Regions from separate parts of the Sus scrofa genome. Here regions 1, 2, 4 and 5 are each linked to region 3. A link is a contact called in public Hi-C and HiChIP or PLAC-seq data. All regions are on one chromosome and are shown on one strand. Each heading gives the region's core, a stretch centred on a gene start, on an enhancer-like site or on the middle of the called end of the contact. The rest is flanking DNA. Distances are from core to core; before and after follow the strand shown.

The links. Hi-C and Micro-C count contacts between places; a contact is called where the count stands out from the background. HiChIP or PLAC-seq counts read pairs in DNA pulled down with a chosen protein or histone mark.
Region 1: a contact with region 3 is called in an H3K27ac HiChIP or PLAC-seq map of alveolar macrophages. The contact joins the promoter of LOC106507907 here to the enhancer-like site in region 3. A contact is called at or near these places in 8 of 47 Hi-C or Micro-C datasets (embryonic fibroblasts, epiblast stem cells, heart right ventricle and 3 more) and 2 of 2 datasets of contacts at active chromatin or transcription factors (alveolar macrophages and skeletal muscle).
Region 2: a contact with region 3 is called in a Hi-C map of retroperitoneal adipose tissue, with 3 times the contacts expected there. The contact joins the promoter of FBP2 here to the enhancer-like site in region 3. A contact is called at or near these places in 13 of 47 Hi-C or Micro-C datasets (alveolar macrophages, embryonic fibroblasts, epiblast stem cells and 8 more) and 1 of 2 datasets of contacts at active chromatin or transcription factors (alveolar macrophages).
Region 4: an H3K27ac HiChIP or PLAC-seq map of alveolar macrophages shows a contact between it and region 3. The contact joins two enhancer-like sites. A contact is called at or near these places in 22 of 47 Hi-C or Micro-C datasets (adipose tissue, alveolar macrophages, blood and 14 more) and 1 of 2 datasets of contacts at active chromatin or transcription factors (alveolar macrophages).
Region 5: an H3K27ac HiChIP or PLAC-seq map of alveolar macrophages shows a contact between it and region 3. The contact joins two enhancer-like sites. A contact is called at or near these places in 2 of 47 Hi-C or Micro-C datasets (fibroblasts and mesenchymal stem cells) and 1 of 2 datasets of contacts at active chromatin or transcription factors (alveolar macrophages).

What each region holds. Positions count from the first base shown.
Region 1 is chr10:27,952,229-27,954,981 of Sscrofa11.1, reverse strand. It overlaps LOC106507907 (basic proline-rich protein-like), which reads right to left and starts at 1,323. Exons shown (of 2, transcript XM_021064271.1): 1 at 778-1,323. The coding sequence starts at 1,323. DAPK1 (death-associated protein kinase 1) reads left to right here and starts at 274. Exons shown (of 26, transcript XM_021064621.1): 1 at 274-381; 2 at 1,676-1,851. The coding sequence starts at 1,790.
Region 2 is chr10:27,630,531-27,633,230 of Sscrofa11.1, reverse strand. It overlaps FBP2 (fructose-bisphosphatase 2), which reads right to left and starts at 1,398. Exons shown (of 7, transcript NM_001167632.2): 1 at 1,135-1,398. The coding sequence starts at 1,193.
Region 3 is chr10:28,978,238-28,980,937 of Sscrofa11.1, reverse strand. No RefSeq gene overlaps it. Among named protein-coding and RNA genes, the nearest start is that of ZCCHC6, 16 kb to the left of the region's middle. Within about 2 kb of position 1,262, at least 11 of the 83 cell types and tissues checked have an H3K27ac peak or open chromatin away from gene starts, as enhancers often do. A contact at or near this core is called in adipose tissue, alveolar macrophages, liver and 2 more, where this site is marked.
Region 4 is chr10:27,757,577-27,760,318 of Sscrofa11.1, reverse strand. All of the region lies in intron 19 of DAPK1 (death-associated protein kinase 1), which reads left to right. Among named protein-coding and RNA genes, the nearest start is that of CTSL, 84 kb to the right of the region's middle. Within about 2 kb of position 1,463, at least 15 of the 83 cell types and tissues checked have an H3K27ac peak or open chromatin away from gene starts, as enhancers often do. A contact at or near this core is called in adipose tissue, alveolar macrophages and liver, where this site is marked.
Region 5 is chr10:27,733,329-27,736,060 of Sscrofa11.1, reverse strand. It overlaps DAPK1 (death-associated protein kinase 1), which reads left to right. Exons shown (of 26, transcript XM_021064621.1): 24 at 890-1,010. Among named protein-coding and RNA genes, the nearest start is that of CTSL, 60 kb to the right of the region's middle. Within about 2 kb of position 1,265, at least 5 of the 83 cell types and tissues checked have an H3K27ac peak or open chromatin away from gene starts, as enhancers often do. A contact at or near this core is called in alveolar macrophages, where this site is marked.

The DNA.
Region 1 (2,753 bases), core at 74-2,573, 1.0 Mb after region 3:
GCCGCTGATCCAGTTGTGCCAAGGCGGGAACTCCTCATACCTTCTTATAGTTCAAATCCCAGCTCAAAAGCCCTGTCCAGGAGGGGAACGCCACCTAATGTGGCCCACTCCCGCTCTGTCATTCTCTATCTCATTATCCTTCAATTTTGTCTCCATAGAATGGATCTAAAGTGATCTCGTTTATTTGCTTACATATTTATTGTCTGGCTTCGCCACCATAATGCAAGTGTCATGAGGGCAGGGATTTTTTTAAACCTATTACGCTCCCTGCGATTTCCTGGTGCCGAGCACAGTGCCTGGCCCACCCTAGGCGCTCAGGACACATTTGCAGGACATTTCCCTGGAATCCCGCCAAAGGAGGCAGGTCTCGGCGTGTCACAGGTGGGGCGCCCACGGTGCGCGCGGCCGCGATGGCTGCGCTCCCCACGCGGGTGCGGGGTGAGTGGGTGTGTGCGGGGGTGTGCGCGGTAGAGCGCGCCAGCGAGCCCCGAGCGGGGAGGAGCAGCCAGCGCAGCACAGCACCCGCAGCAACGGCCGGGCCGGGCAGCTCGGAGGTGGGTGGGCCGTGTCGCCAGCCCGCCCGCGGGGTCCCCCATTGGCCGCCTGCCGGCCGCCCTCCGCCCGGAAGGCGGCGAGGAGCCGAGGGCTGCTCTGCAGCTGGAGCGGGAGAGCTCAGCCGAGCCGACGCCGGGCGGACGCGCGCGGGATCAGCGTCCTCACTTGCTGCCTCCCTGCGCTCCCGCCGCCGCCCCGCTCGCTCCCGGCGCTGGCGCCTACCGTTGGCCTCGGACAGCGCTCCGGAGGGACCCGGGCAGCTCCCGGGCGCCCGGGTGAGTGGCCGCGCGCGGCTCTCCGGCTCCTCCCGGGCCCCGCCGCCTGCTTTTGCTTTCGCGGCCGCGGCGCGGCGGGGTTTGCCCCGGCAGCCGCCTGGACCACCGGGAAGGCCGAGGCGGGGTAAACTTGACTGCGGGGAGAAGTGGGATCACAGTCGGGAGGGGCCCCCGGCCTCGTGGGGCGGGTGGAAACAGGTGGCGCGGGCCGGGCGCTTTGTGTCGAGGCGCGGGGACCGGGAGCGGGCGGCCGCGCCTCCCTCGGCCGCTCCCTTCCCTCCCTTGCTCCCCCGGGCGGCCGCAAGCCGGGTCGGCCGGGTAACGGAGCGGGAGTCGCCAGGAATGTGCCTCTGGGGACTGCGTGACTCGAGGGAGGAGAGAAGGTGGCCGGGGAGGTGCGGGAGCCGAGAGGTGGCGCGGGGGCTGCACCGCCGCTGCAGGCAGGAGAGGGATGCTTCCAGCGAGCAGTGTTCCGCCCGGGTGAGGGCTTCATTCTTCCGCGGCGCCCCTGGAGGTGGGGAGCTGGGTGGGCGTGTGTGTGCAGAGAAAGAGGAGGCGGGGAGGCCAGCCACTTCCGGAGCCGATTTTGATCCTAGCCCAGCGCCTTGCTTTCGGGGAAGCGGACCTTGGGGTGCGGTTGTGCTCGGCCCCACGCGTGCGCGGGCGATGCGGGGCTGGGGGCGTCCCTGGCTTGGGTTTAACAAAGAGTGCTCCTCTCCACCCGGAGGGGAGGGGCAGCTCCGGAGAGGTGGTCTTCAGCAAGTGGGTCTTAGCCCTGGGGAGAGGTACTTCCTTTGGGAGTTGTCATTTTGTTATTCTTATTACCTTTTTTTTTTTTTTTAAAGGACGGGACTCTCATGCATGAGGGGCCCACGGAGGCGCAGGAGCAGGAGCGGTGGTGATGGTTTGGGAAGCGGAGCTGAAGTGCGCTGGGCTTTGGTGAGGCGTGACAGTTTATCATGACGGTGTTCAGGCAGGAAAACGTGGACGATTACTACGACACCGGCGAGGAACTTGGCAGGTACTGGGGGTGCCGGAAGCGCACGCTTCTGGGTTGTGCGAATGCATGTTATTGCAAGCAGTGGGCGGTAAACAAATGCAGTTTGAAATCAGGCGTCTCCCTTGCCCTTCCAGGAGACACGCAAATTATAGAGAAAAGAGTTACTAACCCAGTGACGACCAGGGACCAGAAATAAACGACCTAATCCTGGGGGCTGGGGGGTGGAGGGGCGATTTCAGTGTTAGATTATGACACAGGGTGTATGGATCAAGACTCCTGGACAAGAGATTTAATTGTCTGCAGTAACTCTTGTCAGCCGTGGTCCTTCTGCCAGAATAAGGCAGAAGCTGAGATATAATTGCGGCTGGAGTTCGCTCTTATGTGTGATTTAGACGAAGTACAAACTGATTAATAGGCTTATTTTTAAAAGCTTAAGACTTGCCCTTTTTCTGAGTTTTCAAGAGTGATATGCACAAGTATAGGTAGGTCACACATGGAGACTTGTCAGATGTTGAATTGGATTTTGAAACTTCCTTGAACCATGAATTTAATTACGTGGTTGGTCTCAGTGGTTGCTCTGGTTTCATTCGCAACGTTAAATTTTTAACAAATCCCTGATTGAGAGTCTAATATGGCTATCTGGATTCAGAGCATACTTCCAGTGCTGTGGGAGGGAGCTGTGATTCTGAATGTGAAGCCTTTCAGTTCCAGGTGAACAAAGAAGGATTTCATTGGGGGCCTCCAAGGGCTGGATGGGTTTCCCTTTCACCAGGGATTTGACAGGGTAGGTAGTGCCCTGGTCTAACTTTAGCAGAAAAGCCAGATTCCACACCCAAATTTAAATTCAACATTGGGAATTTGACTGCAGCGTATTTATGTTGTGAGTCAAGTAGATAAAAGGATCTTTAAGCAAACAAAAAAGT
Region 2 (2,700 bases), core at 149-2,648, 1.3 Mb after region 3:
AGCTACCGCTGCCAGCCTACACCACAGCCACAGCAACGTGGGATCCAAGCCGCATCTTCGACCTACACTGCAGCTCACGGCAACGTCGGATCCTTAACCCACTGAGCGATGCCAGGGATCAAACCTCTGTGCTCATGGATGCTAGTCAGATTCGTTTCTACTGAGCCATGACAAGAACTCCAAGACTTGCTTCTTTTCATCATAGACTTAAACTAGACCCTTGACTGTGAGGATCAGCAGCCGTAGCATGAACTTGGCTGCCGATCTGGGTTTGGATAAAGCACCAAGAGCTCAAAATGCTCTGAGTTCCCTCCTCCTTGGCCCCCTGCACCTCCCAGGTTCCCGCACACCAAGTGGAGAGGAGATTAAGTCCCAGAGAAGAAATAACAAATTGTTTTTAAAAGCAAAAGACTCCTTTTGATGGTAAGAAGGGAGAAGGAGCTTGGGTTGCAGGGAGTCATTTGGTAAATGATTTCTAGCTGCCAACGACTGTAGGCAAAGGGCAAGACAATAAAGGGCTCATATCTGCAAAGGCATTAAAGAGCCATCTCAAGTCTCCTGGCAGTCGCTTTGTGCCAGGGAGAATGCAAACGCAAGTCCCCATAACTCAGGGTAGGTTTTAGTGGAACAAGGCCCTGAGCTTGTTATCATTACAATACGTGGCAGCTGGAAAAATCATATATATTTTTCTCCATAGCGTGTCTCCAAGTATTTTGTTCTTCTTCTTTTTTTTTTTTTTTTTCTTTTTAGGGCTGCACCTTTGGCATATGGAAGTTCCCACATTCGGGGTCAAATCGGAGTTGTAGCTGCCGGCCTCCACCACAGCCACAGCAATGCCGCATCCTTAATCCACTGCGCGAGGCCAGGGATCGAACCCACATCCTCATGGATACTAGTTGGATTTGTTCCCTCTGAGCCACAACGGAACTCCTGTTCCTTCCGTGACACAAGGCAAAGTCCCTTTTATCAACGCACCCCTGGAAGAATCTTTCAAGGCAACTCGCTCCAACACCCCACCCCTCCACCCCCCGCCAGGGCACACAGGCTAATAGCTTTTGACCTGAGGGTATCCAGCCCCAACACCTGCAGCCCTGCCCCCACCCCACCCCCACCCCCGGCCTGGATGGGACTCACAGGTTGGCCAGGCCGGCCTTGCGCACGGCAGAGGAGATGGCTTTGATGGCCGTCAGCATGGAGTTGAGCAGCTGCGTGAGCTCCCCGGTGCCTTTGGCCTGCCGGCCCTTTTCCATAACATAGCGGGTCAGGGTGAGCATATCTGTTTCGAAGGGGCTTCTGTCCCCCATGATGCTAGGGAATGCTTCAAGTCCTTGTCTACCTGCAGAAGCAAAGCCTTATCTGTAAGGACTGATCCGTCCGCCGCTGAATCAGAGCTGATTATGAGTCTGTCCTAGCTGGGCCAGGACCTTTAAGGGGGAAGTGCCACCACCCACGTGGTTGAGATAACTGGGCAAGCCCTCAAGGAAACCTCTCTGGCCTGGCTCATCTGAAGGCTGCCAGAGCCCTTAAGCAAGCTGTAAATAGAACAGGCAACCCGGAACCACAGACCTACTTTTTCTTGATGAAGCTTCTTCTTTAAAGATCCTAAGAAGCAACCATTTAGTAGCAGGTAGGAGATGGGAAATTCATCTGCGGAAAACAAGGGTCCCTAAAACCCTGTTATTCAAGGGCTCCAAAGGATTCTTCTTGTATCTCCGCTGCGGTGCCTCCTTCCCTTTCATCACAGACACAGATTGGCAGATACCTTATCTGGGGAATAGGTCACATAACAAAATAGTGGCAATCCTGGCACCTCTTAGCCAGGGTTCTCTCACATGTTTGAAAGGGATGCTTTTTATTTCCAATAAAAAGTACGCTTTTTATGGATTTCCTGTTGTGGCTCAGCAGTAACAAACCTGACTAGTATCCATGAAGATGTAGGTTTGAACCATGGCTTCGTTCAGTGGGTTAAGGATCCAGTGATGCCGTGACTCGTGATGTAGGTTGCAGACATGGCTTGGATCTGGCGTTGCCGTGGCTGTGGTGTAGACTGAGAGTTGCAGCTCCGATTCGACCCCTAGCCTGGGAACTTCCATATGCCACAGGTGCAGCCCTAAAAAGAAAAAAAAATGCTTTTTATTTCCAACAAAAAATTTATTTTAGATGGATATTTATAATAGATATTCAAATCTGGAAGAAAATAAATTCTATTCCTAGCACAATGCCTAGCACCAGGGTTATTTTATCAATTCTTTATCCTTTCAATTTCTCCGGACTTGCATTTTTTTTTTTTTCCTTTTCTTTTTAGGGCTGCACCTGCAGCGTGCAGAAATTCCCAGGCTAGGGGTCCAGTTGGGGTTCCAACTCCCAGCCTATGCCACAGCCACATCAACACCAGATCCAAGCTGCGTCTGTGGTCTACACACATTTACACCACAGTTCACGACAACATCAGATCCTTAACCCACTGAGGCCAGGGATCAAACCCACATCCTCATTAGATACTAGTTGGGTTCTTAACCAACCCACTGAGCAACAATGAGAATGCCTGCATTTTTTTTTTTAACTTTTCCCTTTTAGGGCTGCAATTGCAGCATATGAGGTTCCCAGGCTAGGAATCAAATCAGAGCTACAGCTGCTGGCCCACACCACAGCCACAGCAACGCAGGATCCTTCACCCATCGAAGGAGGCCAGGGTTTGAA
Region 3 (2,700 bases), core at 13-2,512:
ATTTTTATTTTTTGTTTTTTTGCTTTTTAGGGCCGCACCCATGGCATATGGAAGTGCCCAGGCTAGAGATTGAATTGGAGCTGCAGCTGCCGGCCTACGCCACAGACACAGCAACACGGGATCCGAGCTGCATCTGTGACCTACACCACAGCTCATGGCAACGCCAGATCCGTGACCCACTGCATGTGGCCAGGGATCGAACCCGAAACCTCATGGTTCCTAGTCAGATTCATTTCCTCTGTGCCACAACGGGAACTCCATAGTCATTTTTTAAAAAAATAGACTTAAATGTTCTCAGTTGCAGGTAGTCGGTTAAGATGCCTTCAAAATGTGCTGCATGTAGGTGCGAGTGGGTGGGGGTGAGTTGCAGTCTCAAGACCTAGCGCACTGTGGACCCGCTCAGGAGCCTGCTTCCAGATCACAGGTTTGTGCAACAAGAGGGCTAATGCCGACATCTTCCTTTCTGGAGAAATGGAATGACTCAGAATCCAGATGTTTCGCCTAGCCCTGCATTTGTAATTAAGAGCTGACGGTGGCAGTTCCCAGGGAGTCTTTGAATCATCTCTTCTTATATTTGCTCTTTTTAGAACAATCTAGGACATGTCAGCTGAAAAAAAAAAAAAAAAAGTTGCTTGCCAAGAGAGAATGACTTTTTATGTGGGGGTGGGGACACCGAGTTCTTTTTCCCCCTCTCTGCAGGGGAACACAGTGGAGAGAATGAGCTAATGATTCTCAGAGAAATAAGTGCGTGCTCATGAACTCAGATACCTGGAGAACTTCATGAAATGTAGGCCGTTTCATGTAACTTTTCCCTTTAGTCCTGGCGTGTATACAATGATGAAGAGACGATCATTTCACTTTAATGAACAAATGCTAGCACAAAAGAGCTGAACCAGAGAAACCTGAATTTGCGGGCAGCCGCATGAAGTAAAAATAAACTCGCTACCTATTGTGAAATCATTTTGGGTGCAGTGTGCCCCAGGACGGTGTCACTCCTGGTTCTTCTTTTTCCCATCCACGTAAGAGTGTCCTCGTCCAAGCCAACTCTGGATTTAGATAAACAGATGATTTATTTAGATAAATCAGATGAGGTCCTAGATCACCCTGGCGCAGGAGAAAAGACCTTATTTCTTCACTTGTCAAATACTTACCTGTCCAGCACATTCTGTAAGGCACTAAATCCTGGTTTCCACGCCTATCTTTTATTACTTTCATTTCCTGAGATTCTGAGAGGGCTGGTGGAAGCAGAAGCAATGGTCTTAGTAGTGCAGAATTTTGGAGCACAATGTACTTCCTCCTCAAATGTTCCTCAAATGTCGCTTCGTCAGCTAGTGATAATTAGGAAATTGTCATCATTGCAACAAAATGAAAAACCAAGTAAAAAGAAAGTGAATTTTGCGTAAAGCGAAATGTATTTCCCAAAAGGATATCTGTCCTACTTTTCTAATTTGGGGGGCGTAAAGCCTTTATCCTTTTCTTTGCTGCCCTCCTTTCTTGTGACGGAAACTGGAATGTCACTCCAAAATATGTCTCCCTGACAGAAAAATTTATTTTGAGCTGAAAGCAATTGAGAAGCCGCAGATGTCGGAAAAGCTCCCTCTTTGCTGCTTAAAGAGAGGGTATGAATTCTCCTGCTGGCAATAGGCTTTTAGTGGCCCAGAGACATCAGAGGGATCTGCGAACAAACCTCACTCCTTTAATGTCCTCCCATATAGTTACCTTCCAACTGTCTGCCGCTCTTGGAAGGCTAAAACTGCTTTCCTTTGTCCTACCATTTCCCTAGAGATTTTTCTTTTTTCTTTTTTCTTTTTTTTTTTTTTTTTGGTCGAAGTTGCTATATAAGCTAGGGTTCTAAGCCACTGCTTTGAGTTCCTCTTCATTTTGGAGTTCCTGTCGTGGCGCAGTGGAAATGAATCCAACTAGGAACCATGAGGTTGCAGGTTCGATCCCTGGCCTCTCTCAGTGGGTTAAGGATCTGGTGTTGCTCTGAGTGTGGTGAAGGCCGGCAGCTGTAGCTCTGATTAGACCCCTAGCCTAGGAACCTCCATATGCCGTGAATGTGGCCCTGAAAAGCAAGAAAAAAAAAAAAAGTTCCTCTTCATTTAGATTTCTCCTGACTGATGCGAGTTGCATGCTTTATTTTTTGTTGTTGTCATGAAGAACTCCAGCTGAAAACCTAAGATGATATAGTTTTGCTTCTCTTGCACCTGTCAGAGGAGAAAAGGTTCAAGAAACTGAGACCCAGATGGGGATCAAAGTGTCCCTTTGGTCTTGGGCTGGGCAAGGGCTCAGTAACATCCTAAATCCAGGCCAAAGGGCAGCCTTCTCTTCCCTCCTTTGCTACTGAATTCAGCCAGGTCTATCCCACAGGGCTGATCTGAGTGACACCCAGTCACAGGTAGAGGAGGTGGAGCAGAGACAGAATTATAGATTGCTAGAGTGGGCCAGGCTTAGCCAGCTTAACTCTGCCAAGGTGCCATGAACTCTCACCCAGACTTTGCCCACCGGTGAGCCATGCCCTGTGAATGTCAGCTTATTGATCAGATTAGGTGCGTCTCTTCCTTTTGGATGGTAAGCATGTGGGGTGGAAGCTGTCTCCCCAGCATTGGCCCAGATGTGAAAATGTTGGAGGAAGAGCCTTCCTCTATGAAGAAAACAAGAGAATTCAGGAGAGCTGGGTTTGCTAGGGTGTTAACTAAA
Region 4 (2,742 bases), core at 214-2,713, 1.2 Mb after region 3:
TTTTTTTTTTTTTTTTTTTTTTTCTTTTCCTAAAAAAAAATCAACCTGAAATGAAGAATGGCTTGGGATGTGGGCACGCCCAGTCCTGGAATCTGGTTCTTGAGCATGATCACGGCAGGACCTCCTCCCTATGTGTTAAATGAGGTGGAGGATGCATCACAGAGGCCTTGTGGGCAGTTGCCTTGAGGAGGAGGCTCTGTCTGCAGAGAAAGCCAGCAGAGAGGCTTATTATCATCATTATTATTTTCTTATATATTTTTAGGGCCATACTCGCTGCATTTCCAGGCTAGGGGTCAAATCAGAGCTGCAGCTGCTGGCCTACGCCACAGCCACAGCAACTCGGGATCCAAGCCTTGTCTGCAATCTACATCACAGCTCACAGAAAAGCCAAATCCTTAACCCACTGAGTGAGGCCAGGGATCAAACCCACATCCTCATGGGTACTAGTCGGGTTCGTTACTGCTGAGCCATGACAGGAACTCCAGGTTTATTGTTTTTGTTTGTTTGTTTGTTTTGTCTCTTTCCTTTGTCTTTTCTAGAGCCGCACCCGAGGCATATGGAGGTTCCCAGGCTAGGGGTCAAATCAGAACTGTAGCTGCCGGCCTACATCACAACCACAGCAATGTAGGATCTGAGCTGCGTCTGTGACCTACACCACAGCTCATGGCAATGCTGGATCCTTAACCCATTGAACAAGGCCAGGGATCAAACCTGCGTCCTCATGGATGCTAGTCAGATTCGTTAACCACTGAGCCAACAATGGGAACTCCAAGTTCCATTCTTATCTGATTTTAACATACTGGTTTTAAGGGGTTTGGGGGGTTGGCTTATTTTTATTTTGTTTGATTGTCCTTCTAATCAGCTTTCCTATAAACTGATATTAAAAGGAGTTGCTTTTCCTCAGCCTGAGATTAGTGAAGAAAGATGCCCAGGAGTATTTCGAAAAAGAGGTCAAAGTTGGGAGTTTGCCCAGAATTTAAAAATTCACCCCAAGTAAACTGCATTTGCATAATGAACCGTTGCTGCTCCCCTCCTGCTGGGTCTAATTGCATCCTGCCACGTGTGAAAAGCCACGTCACTCTCCACGCTCTTATCTGGCTTTCCCAGATCAGAGCTCCTTCTCCCATCAGTCTGCTGATAGTTGGTCGTCTCTGCAGATGAGAAAGTGAAAGCTAAATTGCCAGGAGGCAAAAGGTGCTGAAAGAAAGGAAACTAGAAATCGAGATTCACCAGGGCTTCAAAAAGCCATGCAGTTACCAAATGATAACTCATTTAAAAAGGTAGTCACAGTATCAGGGTAAGTCAATGAGTGGCAGTGCCATGGAACCAAAGCTGGCCCGTCACCTGTTTTGTAAAGTTTTATCATAGCACAGTTACCCCCCTCTATTTATTCGGGTTGGTGGCTAGTTTCTAGCTACATACATGGCAGTCACAGCAGAGACCGCCTGGCCCTTTACAGAAAGGTTTGCTGCCCCCTGGTGGACGTACAGGAGATTCAAACAGGGTGAAATGGGAGCAAGCAGAGAGATGGGGAGGGGGGCAGCTGCTTTCCACTGACTTGGTCAGGGGATGCCTCTCTGATGGTGACATTTAAACCAATACCCGGGAGTTCCTATTGTGGCTCAGCGGGTTACAAACCTGACTAGTATCCAGGAGGATGCGGGTTTGATCCCTGGCCCTGTTCAGTGGGTTGAGGATCTGGCGTTCCTGTGAGCTATGGCGTAGGCTCCAGGTTTTCGTGGGATCTGGCATTGCTGTGGCTGTGGCGTAGACTGGCAGCTGTAGCTCCGATTCGCCCCCTAGCCTGGGAACTTCCATATGCCCGGGGCGCGGCCGTAAAAGGAAAAAAGGGAAGTGAGAAAGAAAGGGAGAAAAGAAAGAAGGAACGAAAGAGGGAGGAAGGGAGAGAGAGAAGGATGGTTAAAGCTAAGGGGGAAATACCATGTGTTCTAGCTTCTCACTATCACCAACGCACCTTTACGACCACCTGGGGGTCTGCTTTTGGTCTAGGATTCTGATTTCTCAGGGTTCATGCCACCTTCCCAGCCTGCACCCAAGAAGCCCCCAGGCCTTAGCACATCCCAGCCATATCCGCCAGCCTTTGGGGGCAGCGGCATCTGAGACAAGAGGATGTTTCAAGGCAGGAGCCAAGACTTAGGTCCCACGGTAGCCTCAACCCCCAGGCAGTGTCACCGCTACTGCTCTCTGGCCCAGTCAGTGAGGCCTGACCAGCCCGGGGAACGGGGGCGGGGGGTAGGGGGCTTGGAGCTTCTGTTAAATTAGACCGGGGTGGACTTTGGTGCTCCCCCTCCGAAGAACTCAGTATTCTCCCGCTTCTAGAGCTAGCTGGGAGCACGCTCAGCATCTTCCTTGATGTTACGTGCCCCTCTCTGCATCACAACGGTAGTCTGCCTTGGAAAGGACCCACACTTAGGTTCCTGGAAGGAGCCTTGCTGGTCTGGGCCGGACCCCTGCACCTGCTGCGACATCTAGTGGTGAAAAGTGAGAACGCACCGCCCACCCGGCAGGGAGAAATTTCAGAAACTTGAGTCCCAGTTTGAGTCTGTCAAACTGGGTTGTGTTCAGATTCTTCAAGGTTTTTCGTGAGCACAGGAAGGGGTCAGCCTCAAGGACGAGGTGAGATTTCCTCAGATGGGAGAAGTATATTTTGCCTTTCAAGATCATGGTGGATTCTGTCCATCTTGATGGAGAGAGCAGTTTCCTGGCCTGTCTTCCCAAGGG
Region 5 (2,732 bases), core at 16-2,515, 1.2 Mb after region 3:
TGAATCAGAGCTGTTGCCACTGGCCTATGCCATAGCCACAGCAACGCCAGATTCAAGCCACGTCTGCAACCTACACCACAGCTCACGGGAACGCCAGATCCCTGACACACTGAGAGAGGCCAGGGATTGAACCTGCATCCTCATGGATTCTAATCGGATTCGTTTCCACTGCGCCACCAAAGGACCTCCTATACTTTCTTTTTCTCATACTATCTTTATCATGTTCTATCCCATGGGACTAGATATGGTTTCCTGTGCTGTACAGAAGGACTTCATTGCTTATCCATTCTAAATGTACTGGTTTACATGTACGGGTATTTTAGATCTAAGGTATGAATTTCACACCCATCCGTCTGGTCTCACTCCACCAACTTGTGGCAGCGTATCTTCTTCTGACCTGGGCTTTTTTTTTTTCCTTTTTGTCTTTTTAGGGCCGCATCTGCAGCATATGGAGGTTCCCAGGCAAAAGGTCAAATCAGCTGTAGCCACCGCCAGCCTATATCCCAGCCACAGCAATGCCAGATCCATAACCCACTGAGCAAGGCCAGGGATCGAACCTGCGTCCTTATAGATGCTAGTCAGATTTCCACTGAGCCACGACGGGAACTCCTTTTCTCCTGACTTGTAAAGTGGGTACATTAGGCCTCCCCTTTCTCTCATTGAGGGGAGCTGATCTTTGCTAGCTGTGTTCCCACCCTTTTGTGGAGCCCAGGGCACCTGTCTGCACCATCAAAGCCAGGCAGTGTTCCCAGGCCTCCACATCAGGGTGACATGAGAGTCCAGCAAATCGCAGATGGGGGTGTCTCTGCAAGGTCACCAGATCGGCCCTGCATTCCCACCAGCCTTTCTGATGAGCATCCCCACCCTCCCACCCCCGCTCTTCCCTTAGGTTCGGAAACGATCTTCACATTTCAAATAAGCTGTTTGTTCTGGATGCCGGGGCTTCCGGGTCTAAGGACATGAAGGTACTTCGAAATCACCTGCAAGAAATCCGGAGCCAGATTGTTTCGGTGAGTAAACCTGGAGAAGGTGGACTCAAACCTCACCCGGACTGTCCAGTGACTCAGGACTCAGGTCTCCTTATGTGGCCCTCTTGGTTTGCTTGGGTTCTCAGGGGACCCAATACAAAGTGTCTGCCTGGCCGTGTTCTTATCGCATTGCTCTGGGGTGAGGAAGGAGGAGGAGAGAAACAAGGAGACATTTAGAAATTACGCAAGCAATTCAGACGTGACTTATGGTGAAATATTTGGGAAATGAGGAAACGTGGAAAAAGAGTCACCCGCAAACTTCAGTGACAAGCATAAAATATTAGATGACCACGTGGAAGGAGACGGTGGTCTTGGCTGGCCAGATCTTACAAAGTGTTTCATTTTCCAAAGTTACATAAACCTAATACAGTTCCAGTTAGTGTCTGATTAGGATTGAGGAGATAGGGGTTTTCTCTGCAAAGGTTAGTAGAAGAATAAAAGAAACATATTATAAAAGCGCTGTCATCAATAAATCAATAAATAAGTGGAATAGATTAGTGAGTGTAGAAGTAAATCAGAACACCTACAGAAAGTTAATAGAAAACAGAGATGTGATTTAAATTTAATGGGGAAAATGTTTATTTAATAAATGATCTGGCACACCTGGCCATTTGCCTAGAAAGAAATAAGTTTGAACTCCTTCTTGCTACGTAGCCCCAAAATAAATTGCAGGCAGATTAAAGCTTTTAAATAGAAAGAAAATCAAGCAATGTCTTGAATGGAAATGCAAGAGATTTTATTTTTAAAATAACTTGGGAGCGCTTGGGGAAACCTATTAAACCAAGATAGAAAACCTCAGGCATTTTCAAAGAAAATCCACCAATATTTTGCCACATGCATTTGACAACATAAAGGTTTAAAGGTTTGTTCTGGCAAATAAATTCCATAAACGAAGTTAAAAGGTGAGATGGACTGGGGGAAAATACTTTCCAAGCCTCTGGCCTATAAAAGGTTACTCAAATAGCTCTCTGAAATTGGTACCAAAAGGGTAAATGCCCCAATGGGAAAATGCAGAAATAAAGCCCCGGGGACTTTTCCCGCTTCCAAGCTCAAGTATAACAGGGGGGATGTGGCTCTCCTGGCAGATGCCGCTTTGGTTATAACTGTAGTTTGCTTGATGGAAATGCCATGCTTCCTTTGTTTTTTTTCCCTTTGGTCTTTTTTTTCAGGGGGTGGGTGGAGGCACCCCCGCAGCATATGGAGGTTCCCAGGCTAGGGGTCAAATTGGGGCTGTAGCCGATGGCCTACCCCACAACCACAGCAATGCCAGATTCGAGCTGCATCTGCGACCTACACCACAACTCATGGCAACACCAGATCCTTTACCCACTGAACAAGGCTGGGGATCGAACTTGCATCCTCATGGGTACTCGTCAGATTGGTTTCCGCTGAGCCACAATGGGACGTCCGGCATGCCGTGCTTTCAATACGAGGCTCCAGTTTCAGACATGCTTTTGGAATTTTCAGGAACCCTTTCCTCTGTCATGAAGCCTGGCCCTTGCTTTCTGAGGGGGCTGCACTGTGGCACAGTCAGTGAGGAGGGAGTAAGCCTGGAGGCCCTGGAGAGCCTGTCACAGAAACCAGTGTGTGGTGACATGGAACAGTGGTCTATGAAGGACTCAGTTCCTGCCCACCAGGTGGGACAAGGGCCTGTGCTCCCTAAAGAGATCAAAACTGGGGTGTGGCATGATGTCTGCTTCATGT